3 separate regions of the Macaca mulatta genome follow, and all the other regions are linked to region 3. Evidence: chromatin contacts called from public Hi-C and Micro-C data. All regions are on one chromosome and are shown on one strand. The core of a region is the stretch at or near the end of the contact, and the rest is flanking DNA. Distances in the headings are between cores, read along the strand shown.

Evidence for each region. Hi-C and Micro-C count contacts between places; a contact is called where the count stands out from the background.
Region 1: a contact with region 3 is called in a Hi-C map of blood, with 1.8 times the contacts expected there. The contact joins the promoter of PSMD5 here to the promoter of PHF19 in region 3. A contact is called at or near these places in 2 of 14 Hi-C or Micro-C datasets (blood and fetal cortex germinal zone).
Region 2: a Micro-C map of CD4 T cells shows a contact between it and region 3, with 10 times the contacts expected there. The contact joins the promoter of TRAF1 here to the promoter of PHF19 in region 3. A contact is called at or near these places in 6 of 14 Hi-C or Micro-C datasets (CD4 T cells, blood, cortical neurons and 3 more).

The regions. Positions count from the first base shown.
Region 1 is chr15:37,357,523-37,360,611 of T2T-MMU8v2.0, forward strand. It overlaps PSMD5 (proteasome 26S subunit, non-ATPase 5), which reads left to right and starts at 1,435. Exons shown (of 11, transcript XM_077968213.1): 1 at 1,435-1,686. The coding sequence starts at 1,514. It overlaps LOC106993618 (a long non-coding RNA gene), which reads right to left and starts at 1,327. Exons shown (of 4, transcript XR_013405630.1): 1 at 1-1,327.
Region 2 is chr15:37,268,410-37,271,578 of T2T-MMU8v2.0, forward strand. TRAF1 (TNF receptor associated factor 1) reads left to right here and starts at 1,278. Exons shown (of 8, transcript NM_001265893.1): 1 at 1,278-1,444; 2 at 1,698-2,063. The coding sequence starts at 1,924.
Region 3 is chr15:37,317,817-37,320,935 of T2T-MMU8v2.0, forward strand. PHF19 (PHD finger protein 19) reads left to right here and starts at 1,291. Exons shown (of 15, transcript XM_077968195.1): 1 at 1,291-1,431.

The DNA of each region.
Region 1 (3,089 bases), core at 185-2,684, 40 kb after region 3:
AAGGCGTTTATCTCTTTCTGAAAGACAAGTGGGGGATTAGAGTCTTTGTAAAGCAGCAGTGGTTTTATCATTTTGTCACCTGAGGCACTGCCACAAAAAAAATGAGGGAAATCCTGTCCTTAGCCTCCTCTAAGCTTTCCAGAGTTTTGTCTTTTGCCCCAAAAGTAGGAAGGCACGCACAGAAAAGATGGGTCGTCTCCTTGGTGTTGAAGACCTGTTGAGGCACATAGCCTCTCTCCAGTTGCTTGGAATACTCGGTGCCCACTCAGCATTTAAGGGTCCTTCCTCCCCATCAACCTGGTACATTGCAAAACAGCAGCGATTTTTAAAGTTCTCAAACCACCCCTTGCTCCCATGATACTTATTTGGGTTGTCCTCCCCAGATGTTTCCTACAGGTTCCCTGTGGATATATTAGGCCTGGTTGCAGATGGCCTTCCCGGTCAGATGTCGCCCTCTACCATCTGGCCCTCCACCTAAAAGGTTAACTGGATCTCCACCTTCACGATGTTTACATTACCGGGAATACACAGCAGCTTGGAGCAGATGGGCGACCAACTTTCCACACTGGTTTTTTTTGGTTTTGGGGTGGGGGGAGGGCGCCAAGGTGTTGGGGAAGCAGGGTCTTGCTGTCACCCAGGCTGGAGTGCAGTGGCATAATCACAGCTCACTGCAGCCTCGACCTCCCAGGCTTAGGTGAGCCTCCCGCTTCAGCCTCCCGAGTAGCTGAGACTACAGGTGCGTGCTACCACACCGCACTAATTTTTTTCTTCTTCTTCTTTTTTTTCTTTTTGGTAAAGACTGGGTTCTCACTATGTTGCCCAGGCTGGTTTCGAACTCCTGGGCTCAAGCGATCCTTCCGCCGCGGCCTCCCAAAGCGCTGAGATTACAGGCACGGCCACCGCGCCCACAGCTGCTTCTCCTTGGTGGACTGATCAACACCAACAAGGCGGCGCACGTCCCTATTACTCACGCCTTTGTCCGGCTCCTGGAGAATACTCATCCAGTCTTCCTGGAGGCACGACGCTCCGCCTCCTCTTGACAGGTGTCTGGCCCAGGATCAAGATTCCCCTCCAGGCCTCCGCTCCGCCTGGGGCGGCCTCACCTGCGGTCGTAGCCGCGGTGGCCTCCCTAACGGCTGCGGTCGCCGCCGCCTAGAGCCTGGTTTTGGAGCCGCGAGGCCGCCCACGAAGCTCTTTAACTTCCCGTAAGTCCCCATCCTCGCCGCTCCGCTGGCTGGGAATTTGGCAAGTCTTGCCCTACGCGATAAACACGTAAGCCAACTGGCTAACTGGCCTCCGCAATCTCCTGAGCAGCGCCCTAGATGACGCCAGACAGAGGGAGCCGCAGCCACTGGCTACAGTTGACACGGCACTAACGGACACTTCTCGCGAGGCTTGGCAGCCCCATAGCAATCTCAGGGACAAGGAGGCTGTGATCAGCAGATCTCGCGACGTTCAGGGAAGCGCCCCGGGAACCGGGCCGCTGGCCAACCCCTGCGTGGGGAGGGGCAAGATGGCGGCCCAGGCCTTGGCGTTGCTGAGGGAGGTAGCGAGGCTGGAAGCGCCGCTGGAGGAGCTACGCGCTCTTCACTCAGTGCTGCAGGCAGTGCCGCTCAACGAGCTTCGCGAGCAAGCGGCGGAGCTGCGCCTCGGCCCGCTCTTCTCCCTGCTTGATGAGAACCATAGGTGAGAGGACCCCGGGACCTTGAGCCGAGGAGAGGGGCACCCCTAAATATGGACACGAGAGTGGTTGAGGGCAAGAACAGCGCTTTTCCCAGTCACAGGGAAGGTGGAAAGTAGCCGAAATTTGCAAAGAGGGAAGGATCCCAGGTTCAGAGGGCAGGAGACGGGATTCAGGTTCAGCCTCTGGGAGTGCCCCAGGGTGTTTTCTCCCGTCGCCTGGCCTCGCTGCCTCTGAGCAGTGAGGCACTGCCTTCTCCTTCAGATAGAAATTAAAGGAGAAAAGCAAAGCTGTCCACTTACAAGGAGCATTCCACATCTCTTTGTACAGGTTCTTGATTTGTTACCTCTTCTAAAAGGATCCTGTCCTGGCAATGTGGCAAGAACCATCACCATTTTAAATTCACATGCCTTTTCATCCAGTTATTCTTGTTACAAAAATTTAATGCAAGTATACGCGCACAAAATGTGCAGTTATTTTGTTCTTTCGAACCCGAGGCTGGAATCGCCCCAAAAACAGCGGCAAGGGAGTTCCCACAAGGGAGTGCTTCAAACCTTCCCGAGATGTGGCTGGTTGGGATGCCAGAGAAAGAAGCACTGAATGCCAAGGCGATCAGTCCAAAAGGGTTTAGGGGGAACCTACGGAGGGCTGCAGAAATTATCAAGACGGACACCGGGAGAAAAGAGGTGTTCCTGGGTTTGGAGTTTAGTTGAGAGTTTAAAGGAATTTGGCTCGGGATTGAGGCCAGTTTCTTCCAGTGTTTTGGGCAACAACCTAGGTACCTTTATCAGGCCTGGGAATGTTCAAGGCCCCGGGTTTATGGTCAAGCCTGCTAGGGAAACCTGCTGCTGGCTAGGTCAGAGAGCAATCAAGGCACTCTGATTTTCCATCAGCACACAGAAAGAAAGGGGGCGACTGGAGGACCCTACAGTATTATATGCAAGAATATTTGTAACATATCGTGTGTGACACCAAAAGACTAGAAACAATCTAAATATCCGTTAACAGGGGATTCCAAATTATGCGCTACTACTCTGTAACACTATGCAGTTATTTAAGACGTTGAAGTAGATGTATATATGTATGTGGACATGGAACGATTTCTGTGTTGTTGAATGAAAAAGAAAATTGCAGAGTTTATGAATCTATAATTTTAACCTGTAATTTTTAAAAAGGATTACAATCCTCCCAACCCCCACAGGCTTGTATAACTTGTATAACATTGCAAAGATCTGCGAAGGCACACCAGAAACTATTATTAGGGAAGTGGGTCTGAAAAAAGTAGGACAACTTTTACTTTTTATTTTTTTCACATCCATAGTGTTTGATTTAAAACACTTTGTAGGCTGGGCGCGGTGGCTCACGCCTGTAATCCCAACACTTTGGGAGGCTGAGGCGGACGGATCAC
Region 2 (3,169 bases), core at 28-2,527, 49 kb before region 3:
AGGTAGAGAGGGTGGTATTGAAGCCAGAGGGGAGAGAAGGGACCCACAGATGGGGAGAGAAGTCTTGGGTGTTTGTTTTATCTCAAACCCCAGGGAAAGGAGGGAACAGGTAGGGCTGTAGGAAAGTTTGCAGCTATGGGGTACACAGTTAAAGGGAGTGTCTTCTCATGGTCTTGATGCAGGCCTGGAGGTCGTTTGCTATAGGGGTGAAGGTCCTGATGTACACTGTGGCTGTAAGATGCCGTGCCCTCTTTGCCACCAGCCTGTGGCAGCCCCGGTGTTACACCAGGGCAGGTGGGCAGTTTAATGTATCTCAGGTCCGATGACCTGCACTGCCCACCTGTGAGGCTCCAGTAGATAGATGTGAAAACACAGTGTAAGCATAATGTCCCACTTTCATCCTTTTCTCTGAGGAGCTGGAAGGCCTGTAGTCACCATCTGAGCCAAATGTCAAAGTCTTTCAAGTACTTCACTTGGGCTACACACCACACTTTGATCCACGATCTCATTTAGTCATCACAACAGTTGGGTGAAATAGGTATTATTGTCCCATTTTACAGATGCAGAATCTGAGTTTCAGAGAAGTTAAGGACTTTGTCCCAGGGCCCGCAGTTAGTAAGCAGTGGACCCAGGATTTCAACTCAGCTCTGTCTGACCTCAAAACCCATGATCTGAAACCAATGTGAAAGTTTGCAAAACCTCTGTAGCAGCTGAACTCGATGGAAAGATATGTAGGGATCGTCTTCTCCATTTAATAGATGAGACAAGAGCTGGGTACTCTGATCTCCATCAGAGATCACACGCACAGAGCTTGGGGCCCCACAGCCCTGGAGTGAATCCTGCTCCACCACCAGAGGCTGTGTGCCTTTGGACCAGGCATCTTGCTTCTCTGACCCTATGTACAGCTGCAGAAGAATTCCTTGCAGGTTGCTGTAAGGATTTGGAGGGAAACTGTTGCCCAGCACACAGTACACATGCCAGGAGCCATCGTTTCCAAGGTGTACTTCTCCTGCAAACGTGGATCTATGTCCCACTTGGCTGCTGAGACCAGCTGCCGTGATCTTGTAGTTGTTTAATGCTTTGTTCTCCTTGAGGCAGCAAAGTGGTGGCACCTGACCGGAGCATGTAGCCACCTATGACTTCCTGAGTGGGGTGGTGCAGGGAGGGCCCTGAGGAGTCTGTGGTCCTAAGGCCTTGGATTTCATCAGGGCTTTCCTGCTCCTTCTGGTTGCCTCAGTCCCAGGCAAGATAGGGTCCCAGAATCTTACAGCCTAGAAGCCACCTGTTGCGACTTCTTTTTTACAGATGGGGTCATCGGAACCCACTGTGAGGAAGTGACTTCTCTTTGAGATCATCCAGACACTCCACACAGAGCAGAGCAAAAGTGCCTAGAACTTGAAATTTTGGACTTGCCTTCAACACCCTGGGGATTTCCACCAGGAAGGTGAGCACCCCCACTGAGAATTCCAGGCTGCTCAGAGGTGCCAGGGAACACAGACCAGGGGCCAGCTATGGCCTTCTCCTCCGATGTGCCCAGGGAGGTGGGGGAAGCCAGCGGCAGCCTGCGATTCTCAGCCAGGGGAACTCTCACTGTGCTTTCTGAGAGTCTGTGACACGGGTCATTTTCTCTGACTTGCTCTCTTGCTTTTTCTCACTCTCAAAAAAAAAAAAAAAAAAATGACTGGACACTCCTAAAGCCTTCAGTCACCATCCAGGGGATTTTTATCACCACAAAGGGTAATTCCTGCTCCATCCCTGCTGTGACTCAGCTGTGACGTTGAACCACACAAGCCAGAGAGAAGAAGATAAAGTCATCAGAGCTCCTACTCACCAGAGAGTGAGGCCCAGGCCAGGACTCCACAGGGCTGGTCCCCTGTCCTGAAGCAACTTAGACAGGCCCTCTGGCCAGCCTGGGACCCTGAGATGGCATCCAGCTCAGGCAGCAGCCCACGCCCGGCCCCTGATGAGAATGAGTTTCCCTTTGGGTGCCCTCCCACCGTCTGCCGGGACCCAAAGGAGCCTAGGGCTCTCTGCTGCACAGGCTGTCTCTCTGAGAACCTGAGGTGAGGTGATGGAGGAGCGGAGGGTGGGCAGAAAGTGGGTGCCAGGGGGGACCCCTGATGGGAGGTGAGGGGCAGAGGAGCCTGTGACTTTGAGCAGGTGACTTTTCCTGTCTGGGCCTCAGTGTCCACACCCTTTTCTCACACTCCCTGACACTGCCCCTCTGGCTATGGTGGAAGGAGAGGAAGCCACAGAAAGGCGTCAGCTCCCACAGGGGAAAGCGATCACACCGAGGAGAGCCTCGAGGCTGTGAGGCCACTGTTTCACTGTGTCGCCTGGGGCACTGCTAATGTCCCTAAGCTGCAGCTTGCTTGTCTGTAAAGCTGTTTTCTGCATAGCAGAATTATTAATGAAGCCCAATGCATAATAATCACAAAAGTTCTTATAGTAACAAATATAAACCCCTTGGTGAATGACAAACTGTTAGACGAATATCTCTCCTTCCACAGCATTGCTCATCACCTCAGACTGTTTGCTGGGAACCCTTTTGGAGGGGACAAAGAGATCGATATATATTTATGTATTTAATGATATTTAAAGTATTAACCCAGAAAGGCATGACATCAGTACTATCATCAACATTCCTCTTTAAGCAATTATGTGCCTACTGTGTGCCAAATGCTCTGCCCTCAGGTCCTCAGCACAGCTTACAGGGGTGGATACTATTATGATCCTATTTTACAAATGAGGACATTGAGGCCTAATAGGTTAGGTCAGCTTTGGTCAGTTTCCTGGCAAATATGCCCTTAAACTGCCTCATGTGATGACCTTTTGTTTGGGGTTTTACAGCTTAAGAAGGTGGGAAAGCTGAATCAGGCAAGTGAGAAGTTCAAACATGATGACAAAGGAGGAGGCTGTGAGAATAGCGAGGAGAGGCTGTGACCGTGGAAAGGCCAACCAGAGGGTGGAGGAGCAGAGGTTGTCTGGTTTTACCATCAAGCTGATTGTCAGGGTTCAGCTCAGGCTCTGGTGGTGGGTCTCCTGGTTTCTTCTCTCCCTCCTTCCAAAACCTGGCAGAGGAGGGAGCTGATTGGAATTTGGAGGGCTGAGGCCTGAGGCCTAAGTCCCAAAGAGCTTCTACTCAGCTGTGCTCATGACTCACTCTACC
Region 3 (3,119 bases), core at 41-2,540:
TGCCAGTTCATATCTCCATAGGCATTTGAGGGTTCCCACCGTGCGACATCCTCACCCCCCACTCCCCTGTATTGACAGACTCGACTACCGTGCCCATCTGGTGGATGTGTAATGGTGTATCACAGTTCTCTTCATTTGCATCTCTCATGTGGCCAATGGGGTTGAACATCTTTTCACATTTTAGGTTATTTTAGCCATTTAGGTTTCCTCTTTTGTGAGTTGCCTGTTGATATCCTTAAGCCGTATTTTCAAAATTGGATCGTTGATGAGCCCATTAAACTCCCTCCACCTGGCACACCCACCTCCCTGTTTCCACAACCTAACTGAATGCTACTTTTTCTGGGAAACTTATTCTCTTTCCTCAATTCAAAGTTAGAGTTGCCTCTAAACAATCACTGGTGACACTGTACCTTTCTCGTGGCATTTATAATTTCCTGTTCAGTAGTGTTTTAACTTCTTATTTTGGTATCAAACTTTTTAGTTTACAAAAGCACCTGCTCCTTCATTGTCTTATTTGAGCATTTATGCGACAGCCCCACGAGATGGATAGTATTATTACCCTCTTTTAAACAAAGAAACATGGTGTAGGAGGGTCTAGCTAACCCAAGACCCCGTCCTGGCTCAGAGGCAGAGCTGGACTTGAAGCCAGGACAATTCAATTCCATGTGCAGCTCACAGCACAATCCCCTTATTTATTTATGCATCAACACCACCTCCTCCACGAGATTGCCAGTCCCTTGTCTCCCATCCACCTGTGTGTCTCCCATCCCCGTGCTCTAGTCCCACACAGTGGGGCCATCAAGATTCTGAATACAGAATTTCTTAAGAGAGTATTAATACAATGATCACTTACTGCACACCCACCAGCCACCAGGGGCTTTGCATATATTAACTCTAACCTTCCCAAGAACTCTATTTAGGTGAGGACACGGAGGCTTAAGAGTTAAAGTCTCAGGAGCAAGAATTGTTTAAAAAAAAAAAAAAGAGTTGAAGTGACACACTTAGGCTCCCATGGCCAGTAGTGGGTGCAGCTGGCCTATAACCTCAGAGGTGAGCACTTCCTTCTGTCATCTCTGTCCCCCAGCATCCTGAAGGCAGACCCAGCCAGCTTAGAAGCTAGTGGGAGTGTTCTGCTCCCATCATCAACCCTACCCGCGTTGGACACACGTTCTCTGAGCAGAACATGGTTAAGTAGCACAATCCTAGGGCTCCTTTGGGACTTGAAAATGTGCTCTCCGGGATTGGGAGATTTTGTGCCATGAGGCTGCTCCCAAGCTTTCCTTCCAGGTTCAGGCAGGTGCTCAGCAGTGCTAGGTTCTGCTGAGGCCCAGGATCCAGAACGGGGCAGTGAGGCAGGTGAGAGCAGGAGGATCAAGGAGCGGAAGGAAATGAGGAAGGAGGTGAGAGGATTCCTGGATCTCTGCTGAGAAGGTGAGGTGGGGGGCAGCACAGATCATGCTCCAAGGCCAGGAGGCAGAGGGCCCAGACTGAGCAACTGACAGTGAATAGGGAAGGCTCTGGGGGAAGGTGCTGGCCACAGGCCACACCCATGAAAGGACACATCCCTGTCTGGTGGGGGTGTCTGCAGAGTGGGATGGTAGCCACAGAAGTGGGCGCGGTGGACTGAGGACAAGGATGGGGGTGGGGTTATTGGTAAGCGTTTTTACCCCCTTCCCCCAAGAGTGAGTCTGGGTGAGACCATGTCTTCCTTTTCTCCCCAGGGCAGGGACCCTGTGATTGGAGCTCTGCCCACTGCCTCCATCTGCCATTCCTATGACTTTGTGCATGTTATCTTTCATTGTGTGCCCTTTATTTACATGACGTGTTATGCGTGTGGCATATATTTGCGATTGTACCATGTATTTCTGTGCACTGTCTATGCAGTTTGTTGTTTGGGGCTATTTTTCGGCCATGTAGGTTTCCTCTTTTGTGAATTGCCTTTTGATATTCTTAACCCATATTTTAAAAATTGCATTGTTAGCCCACTAAATTCCCTGGCACACCCACCAACCTATTTCCACAACCTATCTGAATGCCCCCTTTTCAGGAAAACTTGCGTCTCTTGCCCGCCTGTGTTGTTCTTGCGTTGTGGCTTTATGTGTTATGTCCGTCTACCTTATATGCATGTTCCGTTGTGTGTCTGTTGCGTACAGTGTGTTCCTCCTTGTGTATCTATGCCTATGGCTGGTGTGTACAGTACTTCTCTTTGTGGTGTGTGTCCTGTACATGCTGCGGTGTGTTCTGACCTGTGTCTGTGCGCTGTGCACTGTGTGTTGTGTATCTACATTACGCTTGGGCTGTGTCTCTGTGCCGAACGCCTGTGCTGTGAGTGCAAGCTGTTGTGTGCCCCGTTTGGCCGTCCTGGGTCTGTGTCTGCCTGTCTGCGCCAAGGGTCCGCGCCGCCCTGCTGTGTGTCTGTGCCAGGGTCCGCCGGTGCCTGCGCGCCGAGCTGTGTTTCCTCAACAAGTGTGCGAGCGGCAGTGTGCGCCATGCGCACTGCCTGGCGTCTCCGTGTGCGCCGCGGTGTGGCCGCTTCTCGGCTGGGGGCCCAGGTCCGGGATAGTGGCCGCGGAGGATGCGCGCCCGCGGGGTGGGCGGGGGCAGGCGGCGCTGCGGGGCCCGGCGGCCGCGGGCTCCAATGGCGAGGCCGGCGCGGCCCCCGCTAATTACATAAGCGGGACGTCAATAATTCGCGGGAAAACGCGAAAAAGATGGCGCCCCGCGCCCGGGGGGCCCCTTCCTGAGCGCCCCGGCCCCTCCCTCCGCCGCCTCCCCCTCCTCCCCGCGGCGCCCCCGCCCCGCCCCGCCCCCGCCGAGACCCCGACCCCGGCCCCACTGGCGGACACTCGGCCGGGCAGCCGCGGGCCGAGCGCAGCCGCCTCCGCCACCGATGCGCCTGGTGGCCAGACTCCAAGTGGGACCGGCGGACACGCAGCCTCGCGGTGAGTTCTGCGCTGTTGGGCGGACTCCCCGCCACACTCTCCTCTCCCGGCCCTCATCCCTCTCTTTTCGAAATCTCCCTGAACTTTGGCGGCCCGAACGCCTCCGGGGGGTGAGACTCCTATGGAGCGGGGCGCTCGGGGGTGGGGACGGGGCGTGCAGGGTACCTGCGGGGCAAA